Regions from separate parts of the Mus musculus genome. Here region 2 is linked to region 1. Evidence: chromatin contacts called from public HiChIP or PLAC-seq data. All regions are on one chromosome and are shown on one strand. Each heading gives the region's core, a stretch centred on a gene start, on an enhancer-like site or on the middle of the called end of the contact. The rest is flanking DNA. Distances are from core to core; before and after follow the strand shown.

Evidence for each region. HiChIP or PLAC-seq counts read pairs in DNA pulled down with a chosen protein or histone mark.
Region 2: an H3K4me3 HiChIP or PLAC-seq map of embryonic basal ganglia shows a contact between it and region 1, with 2.9 times the contacts expected there. The contact joins two enhancer-like sites. A contact is called at or near these places in 1 of 484 Hi-C or Micro-C datasets (ventricular fibroblasts) and 2 of 115 datasets of contacts at active chromatin or transcription factors (embryonic basal ganglia and neural tube).

What each region holds. Positions count from the first base shown.
Region 1 is chr16:74,030,374-74,035,511 of GRCm38.p6, reverse strand. It overlaps Robo2 (roundabout guidance receptor 2), which reads left to right. Exons shown (of 28, transcript NM_175549.5): 5 at 389-527. Among named protein-coding and RNA genes, the nearest start is that of Gm22163, 26 kb to the left of the region's middle. Within about 2 kb of position 2,846, at least 1 of the 459 cell types and tissues checked has an H3K27ac peak or open chromatin away from gene starts, as enhancers often do. A contact at or near this core is called in embryonic basal ganglia, where this site is marked.
Region 2 is chr16:74,394,700-74,399,837 of GRCm38.p6, reverse strand. All of the region lies in intron 1 of Robo2 (roundabout guidance receptor 2), which reads left to right. Among named protein-coding and RNA genes, the nearest start is that of Robo2, 15 kb to the left of the region's middle. Within about 2 kb of position 2,222, at least 29 of the 459 cell types and tissues checked have an H3K27ac peak or open chromatin away from gene starts, as enhancers often do. A contact at or near this core is called in embryonic basal ganglia, where this site is marked.

The sequences.
Region 1 (5,138 bases), core at 1,597-4,096:
TCATCAGCTTTATCTTTTTCTGCTTTGAACAACAATAATACAACGATGACTTTAAACTCCTTGTTTGTAAATCATTTACTGTTTTGTAATTCAATGATTGGTTTCATCTATTTTGAGGCAGAAATTCACTGCATATCAACTTTTCCTTTTCCGGGAGGTTATACAGTTTAATACAGAAACCATTTTGATTTTTAGGTTCAAAAATGTCTTTCTATTTAATTGGATTTGACTAATAAAGATTTATCTTATATAGGTAAGATGGAGAGTTAGGTCTGTGTGTCTTAAGAATAAACTACTTATCTGTTGTTCTTTTTCAATTATTTATGTACAAATCATGTATACCTCATCTAATTTGACTATACTTTTTCTTTATTTTTTTCTCCCAAAGAACGACCCACATTTCTCAGGAGGCCAATTAACCAGGTGGTGCTAGAGGAAGAAGCTGTAGAATTCCGTTGTCAGGTCCAAGGAGATCCCCAGCCAACGGTGAGGTGGAAAAAAGATGATGCAGACTTGCCGAGAGGAAGGTAAGCCTATCACGTGAAACAATGTTTCAGATCACCAACATTCATGGTTCCACCACCAAAACCACATATATCTTTGATAGCTTCATACTTATGATTTATAGTTTTGGCATCTTACCTGCTGTGTGCATTTCCCTGTCTTTCACACTTATGATGTCCCTCAGTTGAAATACACATTAGTTCCTGATTATTCTCTCTACATTCTATCATATCCAAGTTCCACTCAGCACGGAGGTATTATTGTCCCCAGGGCTACTTGTATGTTTACTAATGTCTCCCTGTATTCATGGCCACCCATGTGCAAATGTCCCTTATTGTGGGTCTTGTTTGTTTAATCTGCAATGCCTTTCTTGAATGCCCAGAGTAGCAATAACAAAAGGCAGTTGAGTATAAATAACCAAAGGGACTTATATAAAACAGACATTAACAAGCAGAGGCTCATCAAGTGGATGGGCTCCCAGGAGGTTTGTCCTCAATGAGCTCCTGGCACTCACCCTGTTTTCTTCAGAGACAGGCTTTTCATTACTTACATTCTTCTTTTACCAATCATAGTCTCTCCACGACAACATGGCCAAACTATCCAAAAATGCTGATCATCTTATAAAAAAATAATTTGTTTTCTAATTTTGTTTTTGTTGAACCTTTTCTGAAAATGGGTGTGATAGACCAAGACTTCATCCCAGCAATAAGAAGGCAGAGGCAAAAATCAATCAATCAATACCTTTATAGATGTTATCAAATAAATCTTTCAGCTTTTCTCTTCTTGTAAAGCAATAGTTCTGTTTCCATTTCCTCTGCTCTCTCCTTCTTTCAATCCACTGACAAAACAGCCAGCACATTTATTACTAGTCTGTGTACAATCTATAATTTATCAAGTGTTTCCTTCTAGAGAGACTTGATTTCATTCAACAGTTTCAAGTTAAACATGTGTTCACAGAAGTCTGTCTAGTCTACATAGTGAGCCCTAAGATATCAAAGCTACGTAGTAAGACCTCCAAAACCAAACCAAACCAAACCAAACAGCAACAACCAATAAAAGCAAGCAAGCAAAAAAAAAAACAAATAAAGAACAACAAAATTGCTGAGACTATAAAGATTTTGAAGTTTTAAAAATTGGGCTCTAATTTGGGGATATTTCATTTTATAAAAAAACAGTCCTTCAGCGTTGTCTGTATATCTTGAGTCCATGTTCACTCATTTCATACACCTACAAAATATTTGTCATACCTAGTGAAAAATGTTACAATGATTAAATACAGGATAAACATTATTTGGATTTAATCAGTTTTCATTATTGTCCTTTTCTGCTCTGGAGACCAGTACAAGATATGTGTTTACTTTGGAGTCATAAGCTATGTGGATTAGTTGAAATGTTTCCCAATCATCTTTGGTCTTTGACAGAGTCATAGTGCTTTTGAGTATTACTAACCTTGTATTGGAAGAGGAGTGCTAGTGAGATATGGCACAGAAAAACCAAGCCTAGATTTCATGTTGTTTCACATGGGTGGATAGACTGGCTATATGATATTATAGAAAGAAAGCCATGGGAGTGACTTGCATCTCATTGAATCAGAGGTTCATGAGTCAAGGACCCATACTGTTTGATGCTCCACTGTTTGTTGAGACAGTTTTTAAGTACATCCTAAATCCAGTCTACAAGTGTTGGAATGACAGATATATTCCAGTATGCCTGGTTTGGCTTTGTTGACCTTTTTAAAATTTCATTTTAACTTTCTATGGCAAATTTATAGTTTTAATTTATTCTTTTGTTTTCAGATATGCGTACCATTATTGTTAAATAAGATTAAGTTGAAATAAAAATATATGCTAGAAAGTTGTGAGATTGTACTGCATTTTTTAGTGTACCTATATTTTTTAATGGAGTACAATTACCTATATTTGAATGGAATATAACAAAAAAGTATAATTTAGGACTCATTTTCTTCTCTGATTTATTATGTATAAAGTGATAAGTATGACAGCTTTACCGCTTCTATTTGTAAAGACTTCAATGTCTTGTAACAGTCATTTGCTTCAAAGTTTATGCCATTCGTGAAAGAAAAAAAATCAAACAGTACCATAAAAAAATCATATAAATATCATTTTCAAGAGATACGAGAACACTCCCACCCCGTTGTTCTCAAAATGTTGCATAGTTTTGGCCCCTACTCTCTTACTACTGGGTTTACACTCTACAGTATTTGTTTGAATAGCTAAATGTTTTAATTCATTAGACACATACAAGTGTTAGCTTTAGACCATTATGTTAGAGAGGCTCAACATGCAAATTAATGACTTTTTCTATCTTGATGGAAGTCAGGCACTTTTTCTTTCCTTTTCAGACTCAAGTGACATTTCAAGGAACCTTATTCAGTCTTGATTTGTGCGTATTAGCATAACATTTACTTTAACATGAAAGGCAGACAGACCTCTTTTCTTGCAGAAGGATAGCAGTAATACTTTTTCACGGAACTACAGACTAAGTCAATAACATTGATTCTGTTACATTTTTAGCTCTGAGACAAGGGAGGCGACCACTGTTCTTGCATAAGTAATTGGTGTGGAGGACAGCATTTATTTGGCTTAATGTTTAATGAAATCTGAATACAGTTTGTGTAGTTGTTAAGGCTTAAAACAGTGATGGTAAGCAATGTAGGGCAGCTGCATTGGCGATAATTACTATGTAAGTAATATGTGACTATTTTTCCTTTGGAGGCAAAGGAAGCATTTCAATTCATGTTTAAATAGATGAAATGCTGTGATACCTACTTAACCCATCAACACAGGAGAAGCTATCCGTGCCAAACCTTTGGTGAGCAGAGATGAGATAAAGATTAAGGAGGTATTTTTGCCTTCATTTCATTCATCCCAGGGAGAATATTTTAAAAACAATAACAATATGCCCATTTATTTTGTTAACCATTAGCATCCTAAGTTTTTTATTCTAAAAATAACTTTAATGATATTTACAACACATTTTTTTGCTGAAATACAATGTTTTTTTTTTTTTTTTTTTAAATTTTTGTTTCTACAACTGGAGTGTCTTGTTGGGGTAGGAAACTTGGAAAGTCTAATAATAATTCTATGCCCAAACAGAGAAATATTACTGAATGTGATTATTTTCTATAGAGTCAAAATTAAAGGTATTTCACATTGTGTTTTTTTTAGCAGAGTATAGTAATTTATTGGAGATACATCTAAAAATAGAAGTTCATAACTGATTTTCAGGAAGAAAGACCTCCACTGTTTTTTAGTGACTATAAAAATCATCAGTATATATATATATTTAAGAGAGTCTCAATAAACATTAGATGAAAGAATACAACAGTGTAGGGCTAGACAGATGATTTAGTTGTTCTTCCAGAAGACCTGAGCTCAGTGACCCACACTGAATGACTGGCAACTACCTGTAACTCCAACTTTAAGGGCTCTGACAGGTTTCTGGCTTCCACAAGTACTTACACACACACACACACACACACACACACACACACACACACACACACACACATTAAAAATAATATTTTAAACAGAGTGTCTTATGAAGGACAGGCTGACTTTTTAAAAATTTCACTAGGTAGCCAAGGTTGGCCTTGAACTTATGAACTTCCTATACCCATCTCTCCAGTGCTGGGATTATAGGCATGTATCAAGACACCTGTAAGACAAGTTTCTTACACATGAATCCAAAAACAACAAAAAAAAAAAAGTGTTGGCAAAAAAGGAAGGAACTTTCGAGTCCGAAATGGTTTTAATTTCTAATAACACATTTGCACCTGTGGAACTTAAATAGAAGGATCAATTTATTGAAAGCTCTCAGTTCTCATCACCAGTTTGCAAAAGTAATTCTTTAAAGGAAAGTGCAAGTAGTGTTTTTTTTTTTTGTTTTTATTCTTTGAGTTGTAGGTTAATGAGAGAAGGCTATATGGACATCCATTTACATACTGAATACATCAAAGACAAAAAGCTGAGGTAGAACTCTTTTTTTCTCAGCTCTGCATCCTTGTGTGTCAGCTGACCCTAGACGCTTGTGCTTGTTAGTGATCTTTGAAGATCAAGTGATTTATGATATGTTTTCACAAGTACTTTATGTGATAGAAGGTGCTTGAAGTTCTAATGAAAGGGGCAGCATTCAAGGGGATTATCAAAAGAGTACATCAAAAAATCCATATGCTGCTGACTCTATCAAAATATTATAAGTTAACATAAAGGAGTAAATATTACCTGCTATGTACAAAGAAATAAGAGCAAAATTGACAAGCATTCACTAAAACGTCCTATTTAATCTAGTAGTGGGATGGAGACCTTAAAATAAGCTTCTTAGAACTTGGGTAAACAGAAGAGACATTATATTAATTATTGTCTCATTTCTAATCATAAAAGCACTGACTGTGCTTCACGTTGTTAGCAAAATACTGCAAACTGAACATTTAGTATATTTCATCACTTGTATGATTTTTACTATGTCACCATTATTTAGCGTCCCAGTTTTTTTTTTTTTCATTTTTATTTATTTTGTTTCTAAACTGATTCTAAAGTGAGACCAACTTCTGCAATAAGGGTCTCTAGTAGAATGGAATGTTCATAATAGCTTTTCTGTGGGGAGGGGGGGAG
Region 2 (5,138 bases), core at 973-3,472, 360 kb before region 1:
TTTCTTTTAAAGTGTGTAAATTTTTAGAAGCCAAGGTCAGAGGTATGTGTTCCCGGGTACTAGCAAATGATAAAAATGATAAAATATGCTTAAAATAATTTGTTGAAATGTGTGAAAACTAGAATGTAATTTCCAAAATTGCACTACATTAAGGGGAATTTAAGATGAATTTAACAGCAAACCTTCTGACTTTGGCTTGAGAACTTTAAAGGGAATGCTTGTGTGTTGCCAAATAACAGTGTTGTAGTTACTGAAAGCCATGTGCATTGTTGATCCACTCAATTATACAGAGCATTTCATTTTCCTCAGTTGCACACAACAGCCTCTGTGTCTAAACATTCATATACATTTCAGCAACACATACATTTATTAACCAAATGCTGTTTTATCTTTCTCACTCTTATTATGGGTTGTGGGAGAAGCTGAATACAAAAGAGAAAAAAAAATCAATTGCATTGCTACTTTTCCTTTAAAGCAGGGCTTCATGGTTTTGTTCAATCAGCCTAGACCTAAATATGTGCCCCAGACATGCCTTCAATTAATTCAAGGTGATCCTCTTGCTTCAGCCTCCAGAGTGCTGGGCATACATGCATGTCTGTGTAGACTGTAAACCCATACAAAGCAATACCATCACTGGGGATATCAGTAAGTATCATACATAGCATGCACAGAGTTCTGGGTTTGATTTCCAGTATGAACTTGGTGTAGTGGCCCATGCTGCTGGAGGTAGACAGAAGCCTGTCAGACTTTCAAGGTTATTCGCTATCTACTACACTGGAAATTCAGGACAACTTGGCTTAGAAACTTTTGTCTATCAAAGCAAGGAGAGGAAGGAAGGATCAAAAGTAGGCAGGCTGTGCTGGTGATACAATACTAATTAATTTTGTCCCCACCCCACCACAAAAACATAAAATTTGGAAAAAAAAAAAAGAACATTTCCTTTGGCAGTGACAAAATGACCTTTGCCACCGAAACTTTGTTTTTATCGTTAATTTTTAGAGATAGGCTCTCACTATTGAAGATGTCATGGAGCTACCTATATAGTTCAGGGTGGCCTCAAACTCACCGAAATCCACCTGCCTGCCAAGTCCTAAGAGTAAAGGGATGTGGCTCTGTGTGTGGTCTGCATATTTTTTCTCTTTACAATCTTAATTTTGGGTTGAAAACCAGCAATACAAAAACATTCAGGTTGTGCATGGCCCCTACACTTCCAAACATTGAAGCAGTCCTTTGGTCTCTTCTCCCCAAAGCATGGTCATTGTGTTTGGTGACATTGCAACTTTAAAATAAGATATACTCTCATGCTTCACTCTCATTGTGGTGATTTGAAAACTTGAGTGGTGTCAAATTTTAATGTATGACAGTAATATCTGAAATAATATATTTATAACATATGGGTACTTATTTGGCAGCAAATACAGATTTTTTCATTGGACTGTCTAGATTCATGGGTATAAAGTGGGAATAAAAGCAAGGCCTACCCCTGCTTTTAAATTTTTACAGGACACTCATAGTTTCAGAAGAAAAAATTCCAAGCTCAGAAGTCTTCTTGTATTTTGTGAGATTCTCACATCCATGTCAATGGTTTGTTAGAAATTTTGGAATTTTCTAGGCTTTTGTTGGCTTCTGTAATGTGTCTTCTTATGTTGAAATTAAATTCCAAGGTAGCCCAACTTTTCTCAAGATGTTATTTTTAAATCATTTTAACCAGGAACTGAACATAGCACACAAATAAGAGAGCCAGACAAATGCTTTTATAGGCTCATTTCTGGCGGATTCAATGCTAAGGTTTATAGTCAGGGATTGCTCCAGGAATGTATACATATTTTTTGCACTTGCAATGATCCAAGAACTGAACACATATATTCCTTGGAGGATGGAGGTTTTGAGCTATAAGAGGTCACTAAGAGGGTGCACTGAGAAATCAAAACTAAGCCTTTGAATCAATTGACTGGCCTAGCATTTGAAAGCCAGCTACATAGCAAGTAGACCAGCTGATATTTAGTTCGAGGGATTGTTCACATTCACATAAAACAAAATTATTTAGCATTTGCTGAATCCTTCTTGATAATCAATTTGGGATCAGATGCAAAAGAACATGTGTCTGCTTTGTACGAAGCCAAATTCTTCTGTTTTTCCCTTAGAGCAGAGGACATGCCTTCTTCCCTGGCTGATATCGGTTGCTAGGAGAAGTGCACTGGGTTGCTTGCTTCATATCCATCAGTAAAACTAAAGAGTGCATTGAGTGAGCGAAAAAGGCAGAACACAACAGAGGCCATGAATCATGACTTGACTCCAAAGTGTCCACTTTGGTCCCACTTTCTCTCTCCTTTTTTTCTTTTTTCCTGTGAAAACTTTTGTTTTTAGCAATGATGCTTTCTTTCAGCCATTATCCTTAATCCTTCTGGTGCCTGAGGGGAGGAGAACCACTAAAGGGTGGCTGTGCTGTTAAGAGTCCACTCAGAGCCATAATAAAAGCCTTGAGAGTTATTCATGGGCCACATGAGCAAGAATGCCCTTCTCAGTGAATAGCTTCAGTCAGCCACCATTGAGATGGAGTGATTAATACCTTCTGCTTTTAATGGGGGGAAAGGCAGGAAAGAAAGGTCTTCGTACTACTTTGACCATTTTGCAAATCAGATTTTATACATGTGTCCACACTTTTGACTACTAAGTGGCTAAATGTCCAATACCTGCGGTAGTCTTTTTCAAAGCTTAGTGTTTTATGAACTGTTAATTGTGACGACTGTCAAATGAAATAAAACAGTCAAAATATCCCCAGATGTACTATAAAAAAATTAGTCAGCCTATCTCACATCTTGGCAATGTTTGTCATGACACTGGAGTAAAAGTCTCTTCTTCGCTGTGGTGTTTAGGCAGATCTGCTTCACAATATCCAAATAGCAATTCAGTTTGTTTGATAAAGAAACTAATTACAGTGCTCTGGAGAGTTTAGAGAAACATGTAATGAGAGGGTGTTCTGGGTGGCAGGTGTTAGTTATCCCAGGGCACTTAGATTTAAAGTACTTGAGGTTTTCCTAGTTGTTACTTAGATGTATGTATGCAGAGTATACGTGAATATTTTAAATATGGGAGAGTTTTGCATAAATAATTGCAGAAGACCTTTAGAAGTCTCATCACGCCCTTTTCGACTTTTTTTAAATTACATAGCATATATAGCATAGTTCAGATAAAACATGCTTGAGGATTAAAACTCTTGGTAATCGACTGACTACGAAGCTGCTCTGCTTTGGGAAGCCTGCGAGCAAGACTCAGGTCATGCGATTTGGTGATTCCCCTGCTGCGTTTCAGCTTGATACTGTCATCTGTTAAAGCCACGAAACGAAGCTTCTGTGTTCCTTGAATATGTTTTCCTTACCCCTCATTTTTATTTTTGAAGTGGCCTGCTTTTCCAATCATGCTGGCCATTTCCCCATCCAGCAATCCGTGCTTTCATCTAACCGTGAGAACAAGCAACATTTAAAACACCCTCATGCCGCTTCTTAGAGCCTGTTTTTCACTCCGTAGAGGTGAAATATCTTGTTAAGAGGTGGTAATACCCAAGGGCAATCAGAGAGGAAAAAAACGTAACGATTTGATGAGTGATGTCTAGAGATCAGCTTTGAGCGAGGTCTGACTTAACATCTTTATTAGTGATATAAGGACAGAGCGACGGAGAAACTCTATTCCTGCACATTAGAAAACCATTGCTACCTCCCGCGCTCCTCCCAGAAACCATGCCTAATGACTTACTAAAATGTTGACAGGAAAGAAATAACTCTTCTTGCAGTAATAACCAGTGCCTTATTTAGTACATAAATGTAAACTAATTCTTCAGGGAGGCAATCAGAAATCTAGACATCCAAGTAGAGGGAGAAGCTTGAAAAGCAAAAACACTGAATGGGTCCCGGGGGAAATGGATACAAAAGTCACAGAGAGAATGCAAGTAGTCAGCTGCTGGGTCCCCATGTACAAGCCACAGGGTGGTATTGGTCAATTTCTGGAGTGTTGCATCAGATAACATGGTTTGAATGCAATGGAAATTCTCTTTTCCATCTCTATTCTATGGACAGAACCTGAGTGAGATTTTGTCAGATTAGACATTCGAGTTACTCTTGAGAGAGGCCCTTTAGGAAGTGATGTGTCAGCTGAAAACAGAGATGGTCACACTTACAGTTTCTCCACATCTTTGCCACTTCCGATGAATAATATTAACTAATGTGCACAAAGGAGCAACAATGTAACGATATTTGAAATATTTCACTAGCAACTCTTGAGGATGGTATTATCAGGATCCCTAGAAGCAATGAGTTATTCTTAGGTGAATGAACTTTGATGGCACTTATGGCTAGCTCAGACTGTAGGTGTTGCCTAGTGTAAGATTTTATTATTGAAGAAAAGGTCATGAAATATTGTGGGCTCCCTCTATATAGGCATGAGAATTGTAATTAGATGAACTAGTTGAGTCGAATCCAGAACATAATCCTTTTAGTGCCTTCCACATTAATGAGATCCGAGTAGATGAACATGACCCCTTTGGGGCTCTACAGTTTAAGAGAATGTGCAAAACTTGATAGCTTGTTCCACAGAGAACTGCAAATGGCAGATGTGTGGAAAATAATACCTCAGCAGAGCTACCTAACTTAGAGTCCCTTTTTATTCTATTTCCCTTCTGGTCCCCTTATTTTAAATGAATAGTTCCAGGAAGAGACTGCCCTATGGCAATTGTAAACTAGCCTATCTTTGGAAAATTTTCAGATATCCTAAAGGTATGGTATACAAACTGGTTTCTTATTGTTTTATAAACCTGCTGGTAACTGAGAGGACAGAAATAATGTAAAACTGACTGCTATCCCTCATCAACTCTCTGTGGCTTTTAAGGCCAGTCTCCAGGCACTTCCACTCATCAGTAAAATGAAAGTAATACAATAGATCCACATTGGAATTTCTCCATGAAGCCGGAATGGTATATCTATCTTTAACACAGTCAAACCTACTTCACTGTCATACTATTTAACTCTGCATTTTGGAGAAAAAGTGCACATAGATGAAATCATCCAAATACATCCAAATTAACAAGCAGGAAAACAATAAAATATTTCACTTACACAGAGCTAATGTGAATACTTGATGATTTT